2 separate regions of the Mus musculus genome follow, and region 1 is linked to region 2. The links are chromatin contacts, called in public HiChIP or PLAC-seq maps. All regions are on one chromosome and are shown on one strand. Each heading gives the region's core, a stretch centred on a gene start, on an enhancer-like site or on the middle of the called end of the contact. The rest is flanking DNA. Distances are from core to core; before and after follow the strand shown.

Evidence for each region. HiChIP or PLAC-seq counts read pairs in DNA pulled down with a chosen protein or histone mark.
Region 1: a contact with region 2 is called in an H3K4me3 HiChIP or PLAC-seq map of bone marrow-derived macrophages, with 9 times the contacts expected there. The contact joins two enhancer-like sites. A contact is called at or near these places in 1 of 15 datasets of contacts at CTCF or cohesin (pro-B cells), 20 of 115 datasets of contacts at active chromatin or transcription factors (the 230-238 cell line, CD8 T cells, DN3 thymocytes and 7 more) and 1 of 9 other capture datasets (embryonic tail).

The regions. Positions count from the first base shown.
Region 1 is chr9:124,249,294-124,255,443 of GRCm38.p6, forward strand. No RefSeq gene overlaps it. Among named protein-coding and RNA genes, the nearest start is that of Gm39469, 31 kb to the right of the region's middle. Within about 2 kb of position 2,353, at least 6 of the 459 cell types and tissues checked have an H3K27ac peak or open chromatin away from gene starts, as enhancers often do. A contact at or near this core is called in bone marrow-derived macrophages, where this site is marked.
Region 2 is chr9:123,924,720-123,930,475 of GRCm38.p6, forward strand. Gm51701 (a long non-coding RNA gene) reads left to right here and starts at 429. Exons shown (of 2, transcript XR_003948284.1): 1 at 429-814; 2 at 2,028-3,987. Within about 2 kb of position 3,517, at least 175 of the 459 cell types and tissues checked have an H3K27ac peak or open chromatin away from gene starts, as enhancers often do. A contact at or near this core is called in bone marrow-derived macrophages, where this site is marked.

The DNA.
Region 1 (6,150 bases), core at 1,103-3,602, 320 kb after region 2:
CAGGTGGATGATGCTTGAAGTGTGTGGTATATTTAAAAAGTAACAGTGTTCACGTTTTTTTAGGCATTTACAAGCATATTTTCACAGTTTTTATTGTTAGGTTTCCTAAGACATTGCAACTTTCCTGGAAGAGTCAGAGGCAAATCTAGAAACCATGGAAGGCTCACAGGATAAAGAGACCAGGGAAACGTAGGTATAGTGAATAGTCAAGATAACTTATGGGAGTCCCACAAGATAAGTCACCTCATCTTTGATTTCTGTCATCTACAGTGAGCTAGTTCTTCTCATGAACTTCAAGAGAATGTGCTTGAAAAATTGCTTCCATGTTAATGTTTTCTTGAGCATTTTGTATGTAGTCAAGTTAGGTTTCTAAAGCACATAATTATTGTTTTGCTGAACAGTTTGAAAGCTCTGCACTCATAGATAAAGTATAGTCTCTAGAATAAATGATTCATGTCATTGTCTGAGCTTTGACACTTCAAAGTATTTAGACTAACTTCTGAGCTTCAGGTTCTTTTCAGAGAAATGAGACTAATACCACTCTCAATATGGAAAAATAGTGAGGAGTAAATAAGCCTACATTGCAATGTTTAGATTCATGTCTGCAATGAACATAATGTATGACAAACATTTGCTCATTTTTCTATTTGTTCCTAATGTCCTATATTGTTCACACATGTATAAAAAATTACATGAATCAATGCAGATGCAATCCAATGTTTATTTTCCTTGTGCCTTTGATATAAATTAATATTCTAATTTACAGTATAGCCAACATTCATGAGCTTCCCTTGGTATAGCTATTGCACAATAAACACTAGTTTCTATACACCATGGCAATGGACTACAGAGAAATTTCTTAAAATCCCCATCAAAAGCGTAGCAGTGAGTAGTATCACCTGAAAGCCTAAGTTTTGATTATATGCCCTATGAATGGCACTCTAATTAAAACTGTTGAGTGCCAATTATTGCCAGACTATCTCGATAGGACTCGAACTCAGAAATTCACCTGCCTCTGCCTCCCAAGTGCTGGGATTAAAGGCGTGCACCACCACTGCCTGGCAAGATTTTTTTATTTATGAAATCTTGGCTTTACCTTAGGCTTGTTCTCAACTACCTCTTAAAACTTAAGTTAACCCCTATTGGGGTTAGTCTTGTGAGCTGTGTATTCAAAAGCTGAGTTCTGTGCCCCGATCAGACTATAACTTGATACTGGGGCGCTGTAATAATCAATATGTTGTAAAGAATGTTCCCCTGTAATCTGTGATTGGTTTAAAAAGGCTAGAACATTTGACTGGGCAGGAAAGAGAGAAAGGAAGAACTTGAGATTGAATAGGGGCTCTCAGGTAGGGACCACGAGGAGGAAGAGAGAACAGAAAGAAGGAGGTCCCCATGAAGGAGGATGAACAATGAGGATGGACCATGACCATATGGCAAAAGAAGCTCTCCATGAGGACACACATGGAACAGAATAATCCAGGTGAGACTCAAACTGCAAGTAGCATGGTGTGTATGGTTTGACTGTAAGTTAGAATAGCACAGAACCTGCCTAGTTTATGTTTGAAGCTTATTAATATCTGTTATCTCTATGTTGTTTACTCTGAAACTAAACAGGATAGAGTGGGTCAGGAAAGCCTACATATAGTTAGTTCATTATCTGATGTCCCATATGTGGGACATTGAATCCAAGCTAACCTGAGAAAGTCCTTGGTAAAGTCCCTCCCCACCCCCAATGAAAGTGTGGCTCCTAATGCCTTGCTGAGCTACTAAACACTTGAATGAGGCCCTTGAGCCCACAGCTTCACTCCGGCCAACAGATACAGGTGCAACAGATCTCCCAGTTAGGGTCTGATGTGGGAGTGGGCACAGGACTAGACCAAACTAACCTTGGTAGAGTCACACTACTGCAGCTACTGGGAGAACAGCAGTGGCATAGCCCAAGCTCCTCAGCATGCCCACAGTAGTAGAACTAGTTCTTCAAGGACTGTGCTTGGCTTCATGCACCAGCCACAGAGTTTGGATCTGCACACAGCTCTGAAATTAGCCATGGGATGCCTCAGTCCAAGTGTTGAAGAGTTCCACAGCAGCTTTTCTAGAGCCTTCCCCAGGGTAGGGGCATGACAGAAAGAAGGTGGACTTAAACCAAAGCCCATCTGGAACCTGGCACCAATCCTTTCTTCCCACAAAGACTGAGACAAGGTTATGAGCACTGGTTCAGCATGAAATGTCAAGGTGTCACCAGGGCTCAGGACATCAGTGACCCAAAGTGGTTTTTCCAGTTGAGAGGCCTTTCCATCCCTCCCTGTGAGCAAAAGGACCAGGACTGGACTAACTACTGTGAGTGTCCTGAGCTGAGCAGCAGAGGGAGACAGAGAACACAAAGAGGAAACTAACACTACAGACCTGACCAAAATTTCACAGACAGATATAAATGACTTGAAATAAATAAATTAAAAGAAATACAGTATATAAAGATGAGAGGTACAATATCACAGAGATTTTGGAGTTTATCTAATGCCATTTTAAATGGGAGAGGGAGAAGGAGAGGGAGAGGGAGAGAGATGACCTAACTGAAACTGACACAGTATTGGTTATGATTATTGTTGAATTAATAATCCTCATTCTTTCCTTAAATAAGCATACTGGTTTTCTGTGTCTTCTCAAAGAAGATCTTAGCAAAGCAACAAGATTTAGAGGAAAATTTACAAAAATGTATAAATTGGACTGAGGAATATACTAAGATAATAAAGATATAGAGACATACATTAAAGGAAAAGTTAGAGAAATTTACAAACAAAATTGAGGAGGGTTTTAAGATAATAAAGGTACTAGAATAGGGAGATAATAAAAACTGGAAACACCTTAGAAGAAAAGTTACAAAAAATTATAAATAAAATTAAAGCAGACCATAAAAACAGAAGAAGAAAGGCTAGAACCTACAGCAGCACTTTGTAACAAGACTTCAAAAGGACAGGCTTTGTCTGTTTTTTTAAAAAAAAAAAACAACTGAAATGCTTTTCCCATCCTTAATAAAGGAATTAGGTGGAGATGAAGGAAATCCCCAGGATAATCAAGAATTTGAATGGCAACCCATAGAGGCAAAAATTTAAAAAGATTTAAGAAAGCAGTAACAAGCTATGGCTTACATTTACCATATGTCAGATACTTAATAACTGGGCGACACAGAATTGTATAATTTGAAAAGATTGGAGAAACTTGATGACAGACATTCTAGAGCCTGGCCCTCAATTACAATGGCAAACATGATGGGAAGAGGAGTCTTCAATTGTGGAGGGAAGAAATAGGACTAGAGGTAACGACTTTGTAAAGGATTCATTACGAGGTGAAGGTTTGTTCTCTGAATTAAGAGTACCGGTTACTTTCAAGGATGCTGTCCTAGAACAAAGTCACACAATAGCCTTAAATGCTTGAGACAAGCTTGAACAACAATGATGAGCTGAATCATTTACAAAGATAAAAGAATCTTTCACTGACTTTTCACAAAAATTAACTATAGCTCTGAATAGAACATCAGATCCATCTGCAAGAGAAATTTTAATTGAATCTCTAGCTTTTGAAAGTGGTATGCTAAATACAAAAAAGCTATTAGATTTTTAAGGACAAGATCTGTACCTCTTTATGAATAGATTAAAACTACCATAGATAAAAAACCAAATGCTCAGGAGTATGGTTTTACTCATTCACTTTATGCCATGACAGTATATGCCTGCTGCTAACCAGGACAAACAGAGGCCTGAAATATTCAGGGACCACCAGGTCTACCAGGATCCCTGGAGACCTGCCCTTAACCAGGACAACTAGCAGCCTGAAACCACCAAGGACTACCAGCTCTGCATCTCTGCATCTCTGGAAGCCTGCTATCATCAAGGACAAGCAGCTCTACTGCAATCGCAGAGGCCTGCTACCATCAGACCCTACTAGGCCTTCCAATACTAGGGACAACCAGATGGCTAAAGACCAGCATAAGAAAACAATCAACAAAAGTAAGGACAATATGACAATCCTAGAACCCACCCCTCCTACTATATCAAGCACAGAATATCCAACCACAACTGAATCACAAGAAAATGGGTTTAAATCTAATCTTAAGAAGATGATAAAGGCCTTTCAAGAGGAAGTGAATAAACTACAACCAAACAGATGAAAGTAATGAATAAAATTGTACAAAACTTGAAAATGAAAATAGAAGCAATTTTAAATAACCCCAATCTGAGGCAATCCTGGAGATGGAAAACCTAGTAAAGAAGACAGGAACTATAGACTATCAACAGAATACAAGAGATAGAAGTGAGAATCTCAGGCATAGAAGATATCATAGAAGAGAATGATACATCAGTCAAAGAAAATGCTAAAGCTAAAAACTTTCTAACACAAAATATCCAAGAAATTTTGGACACTATGAAAAACACCAAGCCTAAAAATCATAGAAATATAGGAGAAAACTCAAAATACAATGACCCAGAAAATATCTTTGACACAAATCATAGAAGAAAATTTCTCTAACTTAAAGAAATAAATGCACAAGAAGCTTAGAGAACACCAAATAGAGTGGACCAGAATGCTTTGACCCCTGCTTCTAGCCCACCGTCCAATGGTAGGAGAGAAAAGATGGCAAATAGGAACCGGGATATGGGCCTGTTTAGAAGTAGTTTTGGGGGCAATTCCAATTTTCTAGCAAGAACTCCAGGAGAAGTTCTCTGCTGTGCCTCTCTCAAGAAAGTGAAGATCAGTGAAGATGTGAGACCAATGAAGCGTTGCAGAGCTAGCTATGCAAACAAGCTATCACTGTCTATTGAGTCCTATTTATATTCTCTCTAAACAGCACATGTCTTCCCATGATTTGCCTCAGCAAATACCACAAAAGTCTGCTTCAGTAAAGTACCTTGTGAATCTGCATCATATAAAATATCAAGAAACTTCCACTTCAATGACCAGCAAAACTTTCAATTACCATAGAGAAATGACAAAAAAAAAATAGAAAATGTGTTAGAAGCCTCAAAATGTAATGAAAAACATCTTATTAATAGGAGAGGTTTAAAGAAAAAAGTTTCTATCACTTGGCAACAAGCCAAAGAAATAATAATAATAATAAAAATCCTACGTGTTCTCTATGCAAACAAATTCTGTTATCTGCTGGTAGTAACCCTAGGGGAACAAAAGACATGACATCTGGCACATGGATGTTTTCCATTTGCAGAATTTGGAAAACAAAGGTATATACACCAACATTGACACATACTCAGGGTTTCAGTGGGCAACAGCTTTAAGTTCTAAAAAGACTGACTGCGTTAATTACACACGTATTGGAAGTAATGCCAATTAGCAGAATACCTGCACAAATTAAAACTGATAATGTTCCCATATATGTATCCAATAAAATGAAATAATTCTTTCCATATTATAATATAAAGCATGTAACTGGTATACCACACAATCCCACAGGACAAGCAGTTATAGAAAAGGCCAGTTGTACCTTAAAATAGATGCTTATTAAATAAAAAGGCATAGTAAATGCCCCCAGAATCAGATTAAATAACACCTTCTTGGTCTAAGTATGGAACAACAGCAGCTAAGAGATATTGGGTTATCACAAAAAGAAAAACTGATAAACTAGGCCAACAGACTTATAAAAATGTGTTGACATTAGAATGTAACCCTGCAATAGGTATAAGATGGAGATGTCTTCACAAATCAAATAAATCTAGGTGATTCACTCTCACAGACTGTTTCAGTTACATTTCTACAAAATATGAGTGCACATCAACTTCAAAAGGGCTAGCCCAAATGATCAATCACACAGAGACTGAACAACACATAGGCTTGACAGGCAACACATAGACTGGATAAAAACAGAGACAGTGTAACAAATGCTACAATTAATTTTTGTTTGTTTGTTTGTTTGTATTAGCCATTTTTTCCTTGGGCCCCAAACAGGAATTCTTCACCCCAATTCAGCATGAGTCAATTATAAGACCATCATCCTGATCCCTGAAGTTGGAATGGAAGGTTTTGGCTGCTTGATGTCCTATGGTGTTTTTTATCATCTAGGATGGTAGGTTCAAACTATTGTATACTGATAGAAATTTAAGGTTGTTTTGTTTGAATTACTGATAGAAATTTGTTTTTTTG
Region 2 (5,756 bases), core at 2,267-4,766:
CGACACAGCGCCCCGGGCTTCCCGCCTCAGAGCGGCGCCGGCGGCCTCTGACTCTGTCCCGCGGGGCCGAGCCGGGACGCGGATCGCGTGAGCTCCTCGTTCAAGGCGGGGCGCGGAAGAGAGGAGCCGCGGCGACTCTGCTGTCCCCACCAGCCACGGCCCCGCCTCCTCCGCCGGCCGGGGGGGCCCCGCGTCCCCTGAGGGGGGACCTTCCGCGCAGGCGTCTCCCCGCCTCTGCCCGGTCGGCGCTGCCTGCGATCCCTTGTGTTCCAGAGTCCAGCACATTAACGAGTATTTGTGGCACACGTAGAGAGGGGCAGAGGCAGGGGGATTGCTGAGTTGGAGGCCAGCCTGGTCTACAGAGTGAGCTCCAGGACAGCCAGGGCTACACAGAGAAACCCTGTCTCGAAAAACCAAAAAAAGTTTCTGAGGCAGGGGGATGACTGTGAGTGTGTTTCTGAGGCAGGGGGATGACCAGGAATGAATGTGTGAGGCAGGGGGATGATCCCTGTGGCCTTTGGTCCTCACGGCGAGTGATTTTGGGGGTGGGGGAGGGGTCCCGCCCTGGGGAAAGCGAGACAGACGGGACCCGAGAATCCACACGGACAGTCTGGACCCCCGGCCCCTCCCGTCTGCAGCGCGGCCGCCATCGAGCCTCCCGGTGGTGACGTCATTTGAAAGAAGACAATGGAATCCTCACGACGGCCGCATTCTCCTCGGTCACCACCGGGTGGCGGCAGAGAGCACGCCGGGAAAAACTTCCGCTCCGGAAGTCCTCCAAGGGGTCGGATCTGCCCGTCGCCTCCCAGCCAGGGTGAGGGGAAGCCGGCCAGGCTGGCGGATCCGACCCGGTGAAGGGGTCGCGCTTTAAATCAGGGAGCACAGGCGCGGGGAGTGACTGTCTGAGGCAGGGGGTTGATGCTGAGTGATTGTTTGAGGCGGGGGAATGACTGTGAGTGAGTTTCCGAGGCAGGGAGATGACCTGGATTGAATGTGTGAGGCAGGGGGATGACGCTGAGTGACTGTGTGAGGCAGGGGGATGACTGTGAGTGAGTATCTGAGGCAGGGGGATGACCTGGATTGAACGTGTGAGGCAGGGGTAGGACGCTGTATGACTGTGTGAGGCAGCGCATGAATGTGAGTGATTTTCTGAGGCAGAGGGATAACTGTGTTTGAGTCTCTGAGGCAGGGGAATGATGCTGATTGAATGCGAGAGGCAGGGGCATGAAAATGAGGCAGGGGATGAAGCTGAGTGAATGTATGAGGCAGGGGTTTAACTGTGAGTGAGTTTCTGAGGCAGGGGGATGACTGTTAGTGTGTTTCTGAGGCAGGGGGATGACCCTGAGTGAGTGTGTGAGGCAGGTGGATGGCACTGATTGTGTGTGTGAGGCAGGGGGATGACTGTGAGTGAATTTCTGAGGCAGGGGAATGACTGTGAGTGATTTTCTGAGGCAGGGGGATGACCATGAGTGAGTGTGTGTGAATAAAATAATAAAATAAATAAAATGCAAACACAACACCAGGGCAGGCGGCCCAGTGTGGGTGTCACAGCTGTTTTTGCTCTTTGGAGTCTTTTGTTTATTCCTGCAATTTCCGTTTTTCCCACCAGAGGGAGACTGTCGCTTTTTTAAAGGACAATTCCTTCCTTTTCGCATGTCAGGCACACAGCTCTGAGAGTTGTTGTACCTTGTTAGTCGGTTGATCTTAACTACAGTGTGTTTAAGTACAAACTACACACCAGGTTTTGAAGATAGTAGAATAAAAATGCAGACCGTCCTTTTAGTCTATATAATAAACTAGTTACATGTTAACATATGTTAGGTATGTTAAATATAGCATTAATTTAACTTATTCCCCACATCGACTCCCCTCCCCTCATCGCTCAGAGATTGAACCCTGGGCCTTGCGTATACTTGCAAATACTCTACCATCGAGTTACACCCTTTATCTATTTTAGATGTTTAACGACAGTGTGTCTAGAAAAGGATTTAAAAGTACATATGTGACTGATTTAATATTTCTATCAGATAGTGGCTCTTCCCAGTGTCAAACCCCAAAGTAACTCTGAAGACCATCAAGGATCCAAGGCATCCGTTTGAAGAGGAGCAGGTGGAGAGGAGACTGTGGTGGAGACCGGCCAGCAACACAACCCCACTTAACCCACAATGGGCTCTGGAGTTTTCTTTACTGACACCTTGCGTGTCATTTCTTCCTCTTTGGTGCTGGAATTCTCGGGTTCCACAGAAGGCTCCGGGCTTATATTATTTCACTTGATCAGCAAGGTTCACCATCCCAGGTCTCTCTTGACCTTGAAGACTGGCAGTGGGCTACTTAGAACTTTTGGCTTCCTTTTTTTGTTTGTTTGTTTTTTGTTTTTCGAGACAGGGTTTCTCTGTGTAGTCCTGGCTGTCCTGGAACTCACTCTGTAGACCAGGCTGGCCTCGAACTCAGAAATCCGCCTGCCTCTGCCTGGGTGCTGGGACCAAAGGCGTGCGTCACCACGCCCCGGCGATGTGGCTTTCTTTTCTAAAACCCTTTGACTCGCTCAATTCACTTGTGCCTGGGGATTATAGTGACTCTTAACGGAATGTGTTCAAGGATGAAAAGACAGAACCAGTAGGACTGGCTGGTTGTTACTCAGTAGCCATCACATTCTGCTTCCTCCCGAGAGCTCAAATAGCCTGTAGCCCCGCCTGTGCAGGGGTGATTGACATTCATATGACCAGTGAGTAACTGGATATCGTGTGCATTTCAAAAGCTCCCTTAGCACCTATTCAAGAGTAACCTCGCGAATCAACAACGGGGGACCTGTGAGGCAAGGTCAGAGTTGTAGGCAGTGATCCTCGGTGCGAGGCCGGCCCCACAGCCCTCGTTGGGCACAGCTGGCAGCACTGTAGCTGTGAGAGTCAGTGGTCATTTCACGTGTGGCGCCAGTGGAGGTCCAGTGGCACAGGGACTTGAGTCAATTATTTTGTTTAGGTGGAGAGAACCGTGCATGTGGAGGCAGATGTTTCCCCAAGCAAGGGAAAACAGAATCTGGGTCACTTCTGTTCTCAGAGATTGCCAGTGAGAGGAGCTGAGCTGGTGGCCCATCCATCTTGCTTGGGAATGGCTTCAGTGTCCCCCAACCTGACCTCTCTCATCTGCAGTCAATTGAAGAACTGGTGAACGATCAGCCTTTGCTCTGGGGTCCCACTGTGCGTCCTCTGTTGCTGTCTCTGAGCTTACTTTTCATTTGCATGATGAGCATATTACATATAAATAGTAAAAATCACCATGGGACATCAGGACTTAAACAGGAAGCATGTATTGTGTCATACAGTCTTGTGTGTTGGGAATTTGAGACATCTTAGTGGGGTCGTTTCACTACAGTCTCTCTCGGACGAGGGAGAACGTCTACTCCGTCATTAGGAGATTTGGCTGGAGGTGGGGCTTAATTGCTTTCAGGTGTTCATGCCTCCGGCTGCTCGCAGAGACCTCACTTCCTCATCTCACGAGTCTCTCCACTACTGCCTCAGAGTCCTGTGACATGACCGCAAGCAACAGCAATGCGTGACAGCAAGACAGTAAACTTCTTTCTATACTCTAAGGTCAGCCTGACTCAAGGAAATGACTACCAGGAAGTCTAAGCTACCGTGGACCATCATGAACGCTATGAACACAGTGGACTAATATCAGTTCTGTTCATTGAATCCCAATGTTTTTCATTTGTTTGTTTTGAGACAGGGTGTCCTAGGCTGGCTTCAAACCGCTACTGCTCCCTGAGTGCTGGAACTAAACCACATTTGGTTTGTGCAGTGCTGAGGATGGAACTCGGGGCTCTGCTGGTAATAGACAAGCACTCTACCAACCGAATTACATCAACAGTCCCATTGTGAGGCTTTGTGTACATACTCTGTGTTAGACTCCCCCCTCCCCCCACTATGACACATAGTGAAATGTGTTCTGAGAGGAACAAATTAAAGAGAGAATTTGTTTTGGGTCACAGTTTCAGATGCTTAGTTCCTGACCCTTTGCCGTGTTTCTAGATCTTCAGTGAGGTGGAACACCGTGGTGGCAGGAGTATACGGCAGATACTGTTCACCCCATAGTGGCCAGAAGTCAAAGAAGGAGACAGGAAGGACACAAAGGGGAAGGGGTAAAAGATACATCCTTCAGGGGCACACCCTAAACGACCTGCTTCTCTTATCTGGATCCCACTTCCTGTTTTGGCTGTCTCCTAAGAATGCTCTCATATTACGAATCTACCAAGGAAGGAGTCCAGGATCTGAAGGTTCCAATTCCTTCTCAAATGCCCATTGTCTCGACACCTAAGATTCTGTAGTGTCTGTTTGTGGAAGGCATTTCGTATTCAAACCTTAAAGCCACTGCAGAGCAAACCCACAGTCAGAGGGTGTGGTTGCTAAAAACAGCCGCTAAGGGGACTGCTGGAGCTGGGCTCTGAGGAGGAAGTACCACAAAGGGCTCAGGGACAGACAACTAAGAAGTTTCGAAGCTAGTGTCTTCTAGCTTTCTCTGCTGTTTCCATGTGAACAAATTACGATGACTTAGGAAATCTTTCCATCGCACTTGAGTGCACACCAAAGGCTGGTTTTGATAATTCGTTAGTGTTCTCTCTAAATTTCAGGCATTCTAGAAGGTGTGGTCCAAGACGGAGACTGACACGTATTAGCACGGAGCTCCGAGACTCCAAAGGGATTGAGTGCACTTTGTGACTGTCAACAGGTTCCATTATCAAGACTTTGCAAGACTCCATGTAATTTCTCAAATCTTGTATTGATTCCTTAAAATAGTCACACAGAGGAAGTTTTATGAATTTTTGATGTTTTTGTAATGATAAAGTACTTTTTAAAAATAGAAAATGGGGTTTCTTTTTTGTAGCCCTGGACATCTGGAACTTACTATGTATATCAGGCTAGAATATGCATAAAATTTGATTTTGAGTTTTTCCTGGTTAATTTTTGCATACTCCTCTATAGTAATGTACTGATTATCCCAGCTGTGTAGTAAATTACTCCACATAATAGATATAATAGCACCCATTCTATTCTAATTATGGTTTTATAGAATAGGATTCAGGAAAGCTGGGCTGTTCACCTGTGGGATTTCCCCCTCTTTTCTGTCCTTGCGTCCCCTTTCCTTTTCTTCCCTTCCTGCCCTTTCTTTCCTTCCTTCCTTCCTTCTTTCTTTCTTTCTCTCTCTCTCTCTCTCTCTCTTTCTCTCTTTCTCTTTCTCTCTTCCTGGCAAAAGCCTTACCATCTCCCTGCACAAGTATGCTCCTGCCAAGTTCATCCATCTGTGGGTTTTCTTACACGGTAACAGTAGAATGTCAACTGAATCATCATTATCTGCCAGCCAGAGTGAATTAGATGTCCAAATTGGCGTACTTCCAGGCTACCAGGGACCTTTGTCAGAAAGACTATCATTAAGAAAACAAATAACAACAGATGCTGGTGAAAAGGTGGGGGAAAGAGAGTTGTATACATTTTTAGTGGGAGTGTTATCATTAAGAAAACAGCAGATGACCCAGAGGCTCACCCACCATGAGCCACTATGATATACAAATATGTAGCGTAAAGATGGGAAAGAAAGAGACTTGGAATGGTTTGAGCGGTATGAAGAGAGGCAGAACTGGAGATGTGAGGGTGGAGCGGAATAACCTAATGTGTGTAGCCTGTTTTGCTACCTGAGGCCATGATAAAGCCCTGGCCTATGATACTGCTGCTGAGGGCCATGTCTAGGTCCATGACCAGGTA